3 separate regions of the Rattus norvegicus genome follow, and regions 1 and 3 are each linked to region 2. The links are chromatin contacts, called in public Hi-C maps. All regions are on one chromosome and are shown on one strand. The core of a region is the stretch at or near the end of the contact, and the rest is flanking DNA. Distances in the headings are between cores, read along the strand shown.

What was found. Hi-C and Micro-C count contacts between places; a contact is called where the count stands out from the background.
Region 1: a contact with region 2 is called in a Hi-C map of the A7r5 cell line, with 3 times the contacts expected there. The contact joins the enhancer-like site here to the promoter of Nfia in region 2. A contact is called at or near these places in 2 of 12 Hi-C or Micro-C datasets (the A7r5 cell line and mammary epithelial cells) and 1 of 1 datasets of contacts at active chromatin or transcription factors (oligodendrocytes).
Region 3: a Hi-C map of the A7r5 cell line shows a contact between it and region 2, with 2.3 times the contacts expected there. The contact joins the enhancer-like site here to the promoter of Nfia in region 2. A contact is called at or near these places in 1 of 12 Hi-C or Micro-C datasets (the A7r5 cell line) and 1 of 1 datasets of contacts at active chromatin or transcription factors (oligodendrocytes).

Annotation. Positions count from the first base shown.
Region 1 is chr5:117,885,244-117,889,524 of GRCr8, reverse strand. The region is part of intron 10 of Nfia (nuclear factor I/A); the gene reads right to left. Among named protein-coding and RNA genes, the nearest start is that of Rps18l5, 230 kb to the left of the region's middle. Within about 2 kb of position 2,099, at least 53 of the 93 cell types and tissues checked have an H3K27ac peak or open chromatin away from gene starts, as enhancers often do. A contact at or near this core is called in the A7r5 cell line, where this site is marked.
Region 2 is chr5:117,555,937-117,560,405 of GRCr8, reverse strand. It overlaps Nfia (nuclear factor I/A), which reads right to left and starts at 3,126. Exons shown (of 11, transcript NM_012988.2): 1 at 2,945-3,126. The coding sequence starts at 2,971. LOC120103114 (a long non-coding RNA gene) reads left to right here. Exons shown (of 3, transcript XR_010066547.1): 1 at 1-2,487.
Region 3 is chr5:118,028,118-118,032,081 of GRCr8, reverse strand. No RefSeq gene overlaps it. Among named protein-coding and RNA genes, the nearest start is that of Rps18l5, 82 kb to the left of the region's middle. Within about 2 kb of position 2,036, at least 36 of the 93 cell types and tissues checked have an H3K27ac peak or open chromatin away from gene starts, as enhancers often do. A contact at or near this core is called in the A7r5 cell line, where this site is marked.

The sequences.
Region 1 (4,281 bases), core at 850-3,349, 330 kb before region 2:
TTGTGGACAACAAAAGACAGATGATAGTAAATCCCAAGCCAAGGAGATTTATCTTACTCCTCTGACATTAAAATTCACTGCCTTTGTGGGCTTTGCCAATGTTTTGAGTATATCTTACTAAGTGAGGACTTTCTGGCCACATGGCATTCACATTAGGTTTTGTAACCTAGTGGTGAGCAATTATAGGAGGACAAGGAACCTGGCTATCTTATTAGTACCTAGCACCATGCCTGGGAGCGCTCACACTTTTCAATGGGATGTAGATACTAAGGACAGGTGCCGAGCCTACGAACACAGCATTCTGTAGGTGACCCGTGATAGCAGTTACAGCAGAAAGGTCTGGTGGCAAACACATTGGTGACATGGTGGGTGGGAAGTCGGACTGGAGTATTTATGGTGGCAAATCATCTTCCTTTCAACTGAATATATATACACAAGTATATTCTTAGAAAAGATACGTAATAAATAAGATGGCTCCTTATGAAGTCAAGTTCATGGTGGAAATGAGACCACTGTAGACCTCATTTATGTTTCTGTTCACTCAGAAAAGCCTTCGAGCTTTCTGCCAGCTTGTGGAGCCAGTCTTGTGTCCCTTTCAGAAATGTCCAGGTAACTACCTTTGTGTCTGCTGCATCCTTTGTCAACAAAGAAAGTTCGCTCAACAAAATGAGCTATTACAGAGCAATCTCAAAACTAATGTCTCAAGTGAAGCTAAAAATTGTATGACTTTTTTCCCCAGCTTTCTTCTAAGTATTCTGAAGAATTCAGTACTTTTTGCAAGAGTCAGAAAACCTACCAGCTTCTAGGCAAGGCTAATGGCTGTGAGCTCTGTATTGAAAACATCAGGGGGGTTTACGTCAGTCAGAACTGATTCTGGAGGGCTAAGGCTCACTCTTGTGGGGGTGATTCAATTAGGGGAAAGTCGGGACTCCTTTGATCCCAGGGATAAACGGCTAAATGATAGCTCCGTGGAAGTTGGTGTAAAATTTCCTGGTCACACAAGGCACCTTTGATTTCCAAAGGCGCTTATAAGAAAACAAAACAAAACAAAACAAAAACCTTTAGCTCAAATCACAAAACTCCTCATCCTGTAGACTCGTAGATTTTACTCTCTGACCAATAAAGCTGCTTATATCTGGAAAAGAAATCACCCTGCTAAGGGCACATGGCCTAAATCGAAGTGGACAAAAGAAAAGATCAGTAAGAAAGAAAGGGGACGGAAGCAATCTCCAAACCATGTTTGTTTTAAGTCTCTCCTGATCTCTGACACAGATCCATTTTCCATATCTGCTCTTACACAGAACAGTCTCAAACTGAGTGGCAAGTGCTGTTCTCAATCTGTCTGCATGCTTTCGAAGGCAGTTGTGAAATTCCGGACTTCTTCAGTGTGGCAGTCCTGAAGTAAAGGCCTGGGACCCAGTGAGTCACCAGGGGGAGCAGTTTTCCGTCCCATAGTTTCTGTACCCAGGGCGCTACAAAAATCAGCAGTGCCCCCCCGCCCCCGTACTTCTGTTAAAAGGCGAAGCAAAGCTAACCAAAGCAAAGGAAAAAAAAGTTTCTTCACACATCTTGCTATTCAGTGTGTGCCTCACCCACAAGGTTACCCCAGAGCAGCTCTGTAACCCTTCACTGAAATAGGCTTTATTGATTGCTCTGGTCTATTGTTCTCTTTTCAAGTCCCCCAAGTTCAAGTTCATCCTGGTGTTACATCATGTCTGGTTGCTCTTAGCAACCAGACAGACCCAGACGTGACTATCATTAGCAAGAAACCCGCCACTCTCCTCCCACCAACCTTCCAGTGGCTCTGACGTAGCAGGCCCACTGCAAACACACTGAAGTATTTATTCTGCCTAATTTATGACCTACCCAGCAAGCTAGACCCCCACTCCAAAAACCAACACTGTTGTATATTTAATTAATCTGTCTTTCTTTGGCATTCGAGAAAGTTAGACAAAGGACTAATTATTGTGTTTCGCTCTCCACACTTTTCTTTTGGGGGGGGGGTGAATATTTGCCTGGGAAAGAAAGCGATGAGGCCCCGAGTTGGCCCCTCCCCCTTTCCTTTCTGCCCTTTTGACATCTCATGAAATACTTTAGCTGCTTAAGGGAGTTAGGAAAAAAAAACTGCACTGTGAATGTTACTCCTTCTGAGTTGGTACTCAGTAACACAAATCAACTCACGACATGTTTAAATTTAAATGCTAACCACACGCTCTCAGAGTTACTTTAAAGGTTAGTTTTTAATCGATAGAAGGTGCTGACTCTGGGTTTTTGAGCTGCGCGCTGCAACTCCGGGGCTTTTGTCTAATGGTAAAGCTTGGGAACTTTTTTTTCCTTGAGATGATTTTAGCAATGATTTGCAGATACTGAGACCATTGTGCTCCGACCAGCAACATGTCAATAGAGGAGCTGAGCTGCCCTGTGGTGGGCTGTCAATATGACTCCTAAGGCAGGGGTTGGGGGTCTTTAATAACCCGTGAAAAAACGTTAATTAACCCTTTCAGGCCCAAACCAAAACCTATTCTCCCACTTTTCACTCCTGTAATTTGACCATTAGTACTTATTTCAACATCACACTAATCTTCATGACAATTAACCCAGCTACTTGACCAAGGGCTTCCAGAATGGGAAGTCAGTTAGGGGGAACCACACACGAACATTTTTTTTCTTTTTCCTTTTCTTTTTTCTTTCTTTCTTTCTATTTTTTTGAATGAGGTCTCTTAGTAAATGATCTTTAGAAATGTAGCCGAGAAACAGTTGTAAACAATAAGAAATTAATCCGTTTTGCCAAGGTTTCGATCCGTCCATTCGTAGCTGAAGACACTGGTGGTGACAATGTGACAACCGCCCACACAGAGGTGCCCCTGGCTTTCTTTAGGCTTCCGTGAACTGCCAATCGCATCAGATGGGTAAGGCAAGAGCAGGAAAGACTCTTTTTCTTGTGGCATTTTCCTTTTAATTTCGATTACTTGAAAACGTTGCAAGTGTGAGAACACTCACTAAAGAATGACTCTGCACCTTTCTTCTTGGGGCAGAAAGAAGAGTCGGTGACTGGGAAATTCTTGGGTTGAATCAAGTCATTGGGGGAAATACTGGCACATGAAACAAAATTCATCGGTGCAGAGTCAGAAAATCATCCTCACATCTGACATCTGCTTGGGTTTCATATGGCTTCTGCCTTCATACTTTATAGGCCCTTAATCTGCCCTACTGTATCCAGGCCACTACAAAGGACTCTCTGTCCCTTATCTGCAGAGTGGCAATATTACAGTACTGCATGGGAGGATGTTATCTTGATACATTTACATCGAGGAAGTAAACACTGAGCTTTGATCTATCCCCCCCCACCCCCACAGGAACATTCAACTACAGTTTGATTTGGTGGCCCATAAATCCACACTCCCACGGAGGCTCTAGTTTCAAGAAATTAGCCACGTTACATTCTCAACGTCCATAGTTTGGGATGTACCAGGGGCGGGAGGGGGGACCTGTCCTCTTTCAGTGTTCAAGGTGAAACATCAAAAGAAATCTGCAGGCCAAGAGCTCAGCTTTCCTCCTAGCCGGTCAGATGGAGAAGTAATCTCATCAGGTTGGAAAGTGCTGACTCAGGATTTAATAAAGTGCCTGCAGATGCGGTGTCTCTAAGGTATTCAACTCATGTAATGCAAAACAGCTCTGCGCTGAACGAACGCGCTTATAAAATTTCATTTAACCATTGCAGCACGGTTCTCTTAGGAGTTTTATCACACTTCTCGCCCCTTAATTTACAGCTCCATGAAAAGTTCCAGCCCCATTCTGTGGGGATTCTGGAATGCTCACAGTAGTCAGGATTTACGAACCATCAACAGCCTTCATCCCACTGCATCCTAAACAAGAGGGCTGAGATGGCAGCAGGCACCGTGACAGTGGCAGGCTGGTCCTTCTCTTGTGCCTTGGTTGTGCACAGTTGCAAAGTGGAGATGGTCCTGAGTCTACTGGAGATGGGCAACCAAGACTCACCCTCCCAGTCCACAGCCAATATTACAACACATGCAACTTCTTTTACTTTCTGCTCAGAGGGCAGGGCATACATTTTTAAAAACAAAAAAGAAATAGATCTGAGATGTTTATATTTCACTTTGAAAGGGCAGAGAGAAAGAGAGAGAGAGAGAGAGAGAGAGAGAGAGAGAGAGAGAGAGAGAGCGCAGTGAAGAGCAGGACTGACTCACTGAGGCAAAATCTGTTTTTCAAATTAAAAACTTGAACAAAAGGGCCTCGGGGCAAAGTTTAACACTGCACGGA
Region 2 (4,469 bases), core at 1,877-4,376:
TGTCTATGAGCCCAAAGATCCTCCCAAAATACTTCTTAAAAGCTGCAAACTGCAGCAGTTCACGCTCGGAAGCATTGCGTTCACCTGCCAACCAATGTCCATAATATCACTTCATAAAAAGAATAAATAAACTGAAAATAAGGTCAGCTGGTCATCATGGACAGTCTGTGTCCCCAGCTTTGCATCAGAGGTATTTACAATAAATTATTCCCCCAAAAGGTCTCTAGGATGCAAATAAAAGTACACAGCATTTTATATAACTTTACTCACATGACCATTATACTTAGTCAACCTATTGACAGAAATATCTCCCCAAACATCCAAACTTTTCAAAAAAGAAAAAAAAGAAAAGAAAAGAAAAAAATTACAGGAAATGTCCGAGGAAAGCATAAATGATCCAGGGGGCGGGTAGTGGAGGGTATGTCCTCATGGATCATGTTGCTGAACAAAACGCCATAAACTGAGCATTATTTCCAAAAAATATTGAAGAGAAAAAGTAATATTTTACAGACATAGTTGATGAGAATGTTACAGATCACCAGGAAAAATAAACCTGTGGACCTGCTTCAAAGCCGCGTTACTATGAACCAGCATCGAAAATGTGGATCTGTTTGAAAACAGGCCAAGTTTAAGAGCCACAGAATAGTGGTAGTGCTGGAAACTACTTTTTTTTTTTAAGGTTTACTCATAAATTTCTGCTGAACTGTCAGTATTTAGGCAGGTCCCTGAGTTGGTTGTGATATGCCCATCCTCAGTCATAAGAAGAGGCCTGGCATTCTCAAGGTAAAGCCCCTTCAAAGTGCACACAAGCAAGCTGAGTTTACTCTCAGAGCACATTGGTCACCATGCTTACTGGATCTTTTTTTTTTTTTAAACGAGCAATAAACGGTCCACGTTTTTCTTTCTGAAACTGGCTCTAACATATTATAAATATTCCAGAAAGTTAAATAAATTGTAAATCAGCTTTTAAAGACCCTCTCATAAAACACACGAGCCTTTATTCCCTGTTTATTGTACGTTTTTCTTCACAAACTGCTACACCAAATAAGCGGTTCTCTTAGTGGTGTGAAGGCCCAGCGAATGCGTCAATCAAAGCTGCCAAGTGTGTAGGAGGGAGAAAAGAGAAGGGAAGAAAAAAAAAACTTTCTTAATGTGATAATAACTCAAGAGAAGCTAACCTTGTTAAGTCCCTGACTGTGCCCGAGGCCTGCATGGATTCGCAGGTATGCTCCTGAAATACACAACCCCAGACCAGAACTTTGATCTTTTCAAATCTCGCTCAAGAAGACAACGCTGTATCCATGAGGGTCTTTCTCGCCATTGCAGCATGCTGGTATTACCTACAAGTCCTATGTGTTGCAAACTTTTGCCAGCTAGAATTTCACCCTTCGAATCTCAGCACTTTCACTGCAGACTATAATTCATTCAAATTATCTTACACTTTGCATCTTATCCATATGCAATTGTGAACCTTGCCAGAAGTGGTTGGAGAAGTTTCATTCCATTCTTCCACAAGTTACTAAAATAGTAACTTTGGAAGTTGCGGGGAGGGGTGGACTTTTACAATAACTAAAACAACTGCTATCCATTATTAATGTGAGGCCTAAATCCCAAACAGACCATCTCCACATAAAAGATGCATTTAAGAGTCTTCTGAGATCAAATAGCCAGTGTTATTACTGTTAGATACTGCAGTAAGAAGGGAAGTCATATGGGAAATAAATCCGAATCTACAGTGGAGAGGAAAAGCTACTGATACGTCCAGCCTTCCAAAGTATTCCCGGTAAACCGTTACTCCAGCTCATTGAAGGCACAGTGGTAGCAGGGTTTTGAGGGAGTCGTGAAGAAGCATATAACTTCATGTAGGTGACTGCTGGTCAGGGTGCAATGGTTTAAACCCATATAAAGACTCGTGCTTAAAGAGAAAAAATTAGCGCAAATCACTCTGACTTTATGCCTTTTAGTCAGAGAAAATAAATAATATATTCAAACGGGACTAGATCCGGAGCCGCAAAATAGCAGTGTTTCCTTACTGCTGGTGCAGACTAGACCGGGAGGGATGGGCTGGGAGGCTCGGGCAAGAGGGGCAGGCGGAGGGGCGCCAGGCCCCACGCTGCGAGTGGGGCTGCACGGAAAGTTGCCGGGTCCTGCTTGCTGAGCCGCCTGGGGCTTGCCTAGGCGGCGGCGGCGGCGGAGCAGCCGACTCCGGCCCTGGCCGCCGCTCGCCCTCGAGCCGGAGCCCCACTCCGCCCGCAGCGGCCCAGCCCGGCCCGACCCGCGGCCTCGGCGGCTCTCTGGCCTGCGCGGCGTGGGCTCGCCGGATCCTTAAACTTTCGCCTGGGGGTCGCGGGCTGGAGGCGAGGGACAACAAGGTCCTGGGCCGGCGCCGGGCGTGAGTCTACGCAGCCCACGGGCGAAGGCTCGCACCGCCCGCCGCGTCCGAGGGGCGCTGCCCGGGCCGGCCCGCAAAGCTGGCACAAAACAAAAGTAAGAGTTCGGGGCGTCGGCGGGGGGCGCGGCGGCGCGGGAGGACACTGGCAGCCAGAGCGCCAGGGTGCAGCCGGCGTGCGGGGTTTGCGGGGCTCAGCCGCCCCTCCCTGGAGCGGAGGAATCGCGGGCACCGCGCTCCGCGCCGCAGACACCGAGTCCAGATTGCAGCGTGTCAGGGGCTGCAGCGGCGGACACACGTGCGGGGCTCCCGCAAGACCCGGCGCTCCGCAGTCCGGCGCCCCGATATTAATTAACGCATTAATAAGAGGGCGCCATTAGCCATGTGCCCACACAAATGGCCGAGCCGGAGGAATGCACCCGCATGGAAACAAAGTTACTTTCTTAAAGCTGCAGCCCCCCACCCCCCCGCACACGCGCGCGCACACACAGAAACACGCGCAGACACGACTCCCGCCGAGGCACACGGCCGCCCCGCGCCCCCGCAGCTGCTTACCTGGGTGAGACAGAGCGGAGAATACATAACTGCCGGGCGGCGGGGGGTGCGTGCACGTCTGTGTGCGGGCTGGAGGTGTGCGTGAGTGTGGGTGCGAGAGGGAGAGAGAGGAGGAGAGAGCTAGGAGAGGGGGGAGGAAAAAAAAATCAAGCCTGCTTCTTGCGTTCACATTTCCAACTCGGCTCAACTGCAGCAGCCAGCGCTCTTGCCGCTCCACGCGCTGAACTTTAACCCCGCCTAGAGTTTCCCTACACTCCACTATACTGTCTACTGTACGCGGGCGTTAAAGGCATAGCGCACCCTTTCCCGCTCCCGCGCCGGCCGGCCGGGTGCCCGCGAGCTGCCCGCGCGCCCGCCTGCGCCGCGTTCTGCACCGCACCGCACGGCCGCCGCCCGCTCGCGCCGCCGCCGCGGGGGGGTGGGGGTGGGGGGGATGGGGTGGGGTGGGGTGGGGGGAGCCGGGTGGGGGAGGGGCGGCTGCGGCGCTGACACCGGTCCCCAGTCTGCACGGCCGCCCGCCCGCCGCTTGCTCCGCGCTCGCTGCCTCCCGCGGCCCCCGCCCCCGCCCCGCTCGGCGCGGTCCCGGGAACGCGGCGCGGAGCGGTTTTCAGCGTGTCCTCCGGGCGGCTATAGGCTGCCACAGGATGTGCTTAAGCAAACAAAACTACTTTTCCTCCTCCCCATCCCCCCACCCGCGCCGCAGCCCTCCGCGGACGTCGGTAGACGATTGGGGCAACTTTGTCCGGGCGCCCCGCACCCCCGTGGGCCGCCGGGTGGGCTCCCTAGGAACCTCAGAGAAGGGCGCGCGGTACATTTGCATGTATGCAAATTTCTTGTAAAAATCAGACCTTCTAGGTAACTTTTCCCCCCTTCCTCTGAAATGCGGTAAAGCTCAAAGCATTGTAATCTCTCCTGCGAAGCTTTCTGTGGGAATAGTGTCGTCCGCAGAGGTAATATGCACAAAAGCCTACTAACTTTACAGCTACGGCCCCATAGCAGTCAGAATCTGGGTGCGGGGGACTAGTAAGATCACCCCAAAGCGTCCCCAGATTGCGGGGGGGGGGGGGAATCTGGAAAAAGGAAGGCGGAGAGTCGTGAGCGACCGCTCTTCTCTTCCAGAACTCAGGAGCTGGTGGGTTTGAACACAAACGCCCAAAAAAGTTCTGTCACGTCAGAAACAACAGTGGTTTAGCTGGGACATTTTTTCTGTATAACTGAGAAGGAAAACCGTGAAAGAGTTACCCCCTTAGAAAAGGGATATGTTTGTATCCCCAAATGGGAGCCCAGGACTAGACATGGGCTAACATTTGAGTCCCCTGTTCCCCAGACACACGCTAGAAGGGTACCTTGTTTGGATCCCCACTTTTCCCTCCCCCAGGTAAGAGTTCTCAAGATGGAAAAGAGCTTCCTGCAATTATTTTAGGTTTGCTAAAAGTATTGTTTTGGCGAGGGGGGGCGGTTTTAGGGTTTGGCACGTTGCCAACAAGCCTGTTCTTCCAGCTTTTTCTTCTTTCCTTCCTTCCTT
Region 3 (3,964 bases), core at 787-3,286, 470 kb before region 2:
CCGCTTCTACAGAGACCGTGGCCCTTCAGCTGTTTTGACTCAAGGGAACATTCTGTCTCTGGGGAGGCCCGTCTTCCTTTAACCTTCATGTAGCCTCCATCCAGCCTGATTTGACACATGCAACAAAAATAAATCTTAAAAAAAATGTGTTCTCTCTTGAGTTCTACCAGAGCACCAAGTACATGTAGCTGTGCTTTGCCTAACATGAAGGCTGATGTTGCTTGTTCAAAGCTAAGTGGAATGTTTAATTCAAGGACTTCTGAATGCGTTGTCATTCAGAGACCAGTCCTTTCAGGGACCATTTAGACCCAGCGCGTTGGAGTATGCCTTAAGCCAGTATCAGTGAGGTACACAAATGTAAGAGTTGGGCCCGGCGACATACAGGGAAGGTTATGCATGTGAAAGCAGAGATGGGAGCCACGGATCTGTAAGTCAAGGCACAGCTAAAATTGACAGCGAAACAGCAGCTAGGGAGCGAGGGGAACACTCTCCCCTTATTACCCTCCTCCCACCCCAAGGAAAAGTCTGCCCAGGCTACTCTGGGAAAGTGGCAAAAACATTTTTAGTCTGTTTGTGGGCACTCCACACAGGAGATAGAGCAGCCAAATCTTCCCTGACCACTGCTAGAAAGTCTGGCTTTGGGCATGAGAGGTTATACTTAAGTATTTAATCCTTTTATAACCGGAACACTATTGAAAAATAAGTACTGTAACCATATACATGCTACAGAAAAGCAAGTGAGAAAATTCTGCTGAGGAGTAACACAGCACACTGTATCACGAAGGATGAAAACTGTGGTTTTATATAATTGGCTGCTTTCTCCCAACCTAGGCTTCCCTGCTTCTTCCTTGGAACTCACAGTCAGAGAGACACTGACCCAGGGCACTGTTCCTGCTTGGGAATGTTTAGACAAGTTCCAAAGTGCAGCCCTAGATGGAAGGAAGAAAGTTACAACGTCCAGTGGCTGTCCTGATTCCAGAGTGTGACACAGAATCCACCGAGTCTCAGTGTGGTTTGGAAGGTTAAGTTACTAAGTGAAATCAACAGAACCCAAAGGAAACACATGCTTTTCAGTACTGAATTCACTTCACTTCCCAATCTCTCTCTCTCTCTCTCTCTCTCTCTCTCTCTCTCTCTCTCTCCTTCCCACTCTCCCCCTCCCTGTTTCGCACATCACACACACACACACACACACACACACACACACACACACACACACACACACACACACACACACACACACATTCTCATTCTGCAACCCTGGGGGAGAGAAGGCAGCTGCAGAAGCCAAAAACCCTCCCCAGCCCTAATTAAACCCTCCAAGTCTCCAGGCAACGCAGCTAAGGAAAAACATCATTTCCAAGCTGAAGACCCCCAGCCCCCAGCCCCGGCAAAGGAAACAGGTCGTTTGGTTTAATCAGCCTACGTGCACATTCTCTCTCCCCAGGTTGCCAAGACCGAGCCTGTACCTAGCAGAGGTATTTGTGTAATCAAAGCTTCTGGAACTTTCCCTGCCAAGGCTACCAAAGTGAATAGGCTCCTGAGGTAAAAATGTTCCCCTGCTGGGGACGGCGCCCTTGAAGTCTACATCAAAATCAAGAAAGGGTCACAGCTGTTGCGGCACCCCACAGCGGAAAACTTGCAAGAGATCCCAGCCTGCATCACTGCGCTGCTTCAGGTCGGCAGGAAACAGGCCCTATTTGCCTCAGAGAAGGGGGGTGGGGTGGGTGGGTGGGTGGAGAGACAGAGAGGGGGAAGAGACGGGGTGGGGTGGGAGAGAGACAGAGAGAGACAGAGACAGAGACAGAGACAGACAGACAGACAGACAGACACACACACACACACACACACACACACACACGGACACAGACACACACACAGAGACACAGAGAGACACACAGAGACAGATTGATTTTCAAAAAAGGCTCCATCAGTATCCTCTGAGACGGACGGACGAGACCCGCCCCTACATCTAGGAACCCCACCTCCAATCGAGTCAACCACATCAGTCTCCTGAGAGTTGAGTGTGCTGCACATTGGCCGAGAGCCACTAGATGGCAGCAGATTAACTCTTCAGATGCCAGAATGGGCTCTGGGTTGAGTCTGAGTCGAAGTAAAGGAAAAAACGAAGGCCTTTTTCTCCCCAATATTCTTGGCAAACGTTCTGCGAGAAGGGCTTTCTGGTGACCCCCTTGCATGGCGGCTGTGTACGCTATAGGTTTCATGACTTGCCTCATGGTTCCAGGACTAAAAATGCTTTAGGAAATTTATGCATGTTCAAATTTATTTTAATAAATATTAAGTATAATAACATGTGAATCCATTCCATTTTCTGGACCAGGGCCCTTGCCCTATGGGAAATACCAAGGGGAAGATGGCATTAAAAAAAACAAACAGTGTTCTTGTAGCTGGACACCTTGCAGGATACAGGGTTAGTTTTGCTATGGACAAATTGGAAATTAGAGAAGATGGAGTTCTACAAAACTTTGATGATGCCGGTTTTAGGCTTTTAGAGTGAGAGGTGCTCTAAAATGTGGGAGCTATCAGAAAGAAACTTGGCCACCAGGCCTAGAAGCAGTTGCTGCTTAGACCACAAGGAAACAAATCTTTCTCTGGGGCATTCTGGCGGCTGCAAAGAAGTCCCCTGCATCCCCACCTATTAAACTTCTGCCACAAATATAAAAATACAGTGGTGGTGATTGGAACAGGGGCCAGAAAGGTGAAAGAGATTTACTTCAGGAGGGAAGAGAGAGTTACCAGCCACAGGAGGAATAAAGTCAGGTGGGAGGAGCAGCAGCTGGGGGGAAAAGTTGTGCTTATGTGTGAAGGGTTTGGGAGACCACAGACATCTGAGGAGGGCAAGCAGGAGGAGGGAGCCATAGTGTGAGTGAGCTTTAGGACTCAGGTGGAGTGAAAGGCAACTGGAAGGTGTTGGCCGAGCAGTGGGGATCCCCTTTGATACAAGAGAGTTCAGCGAAGATGGAAATGCTCTCACAATTATTATTCCTTGGTCTGGAGGTTGCCTAAGACACAAGGCAGCATGGGTGGTAAAATGGACTCTCTTCACTCTCCTTAGCTGTCTAGGTGGTAGGGCACCAACTGCAATCTCGTCCTCCTTTCTAAATAAAATCTCTTTTAGTGGACACACAAAAACAAGGTTGACACTCAAGAACACACTTGCCCAATCCAAATTCTGGATGCCTCAAAGAACTTTAATATAGTTAGCATGGCCATTTGGAAATGGGGCTTTTGCTTAGGGTTATACAATTAGACATTTCATTGTCAAAGTTTTTTTTTGAAGCTATGGAGAGGTGGGAGAGTGAGGGAGAGAACCAGAGTAGAATTAAAACTAAAAACAAACAAGCAAACAAGCAAACAGTTTCCATCCTTTTGAAGGACTCCTGCTTCCTCCTCATCTTCTATCAGCCTTGGAAGGTCTCCTTCCTATATGTTATCCTGTACTACACGTATGTTTGTTTACATACATGTATGTATATGTTATAGGTTAGGATCTACCTATGAGAGAGAACTTTTTTTCCTTTCTAGGTCAGGTGACCTTGTTTAATATTATGCATTCTAAGTCCATCCATGTCCCTGCAAATTTCAATTTCTTTAGAGATGAATAATTTTATTCTAGGCTTGGCCGGGTTTTTATTAACTATTCATCTGTTGATGGATATCTAGCTTGTTCCCATTCCTTGCTATCATGAATAAAGCAGCAATAAACAGATATGCCAACATCTCAATGGCAGGGTATAGAGTTCCCTGGATCTATGCCCAGGAGTGGGATAATGGATCATATGGTGTTATATTTTTATTTTTTTTTGAGGATTCTCTATATTGATTTCCATAGTGGCTATATTAATTTGCACCACACCAGCAATGAATAAGGGTTTCCCTTTCCTTACGTCCTTGTCAACATTTGTAGTCAGACTTGATGGTAGTCTCTTGACTGGGTTGAGGT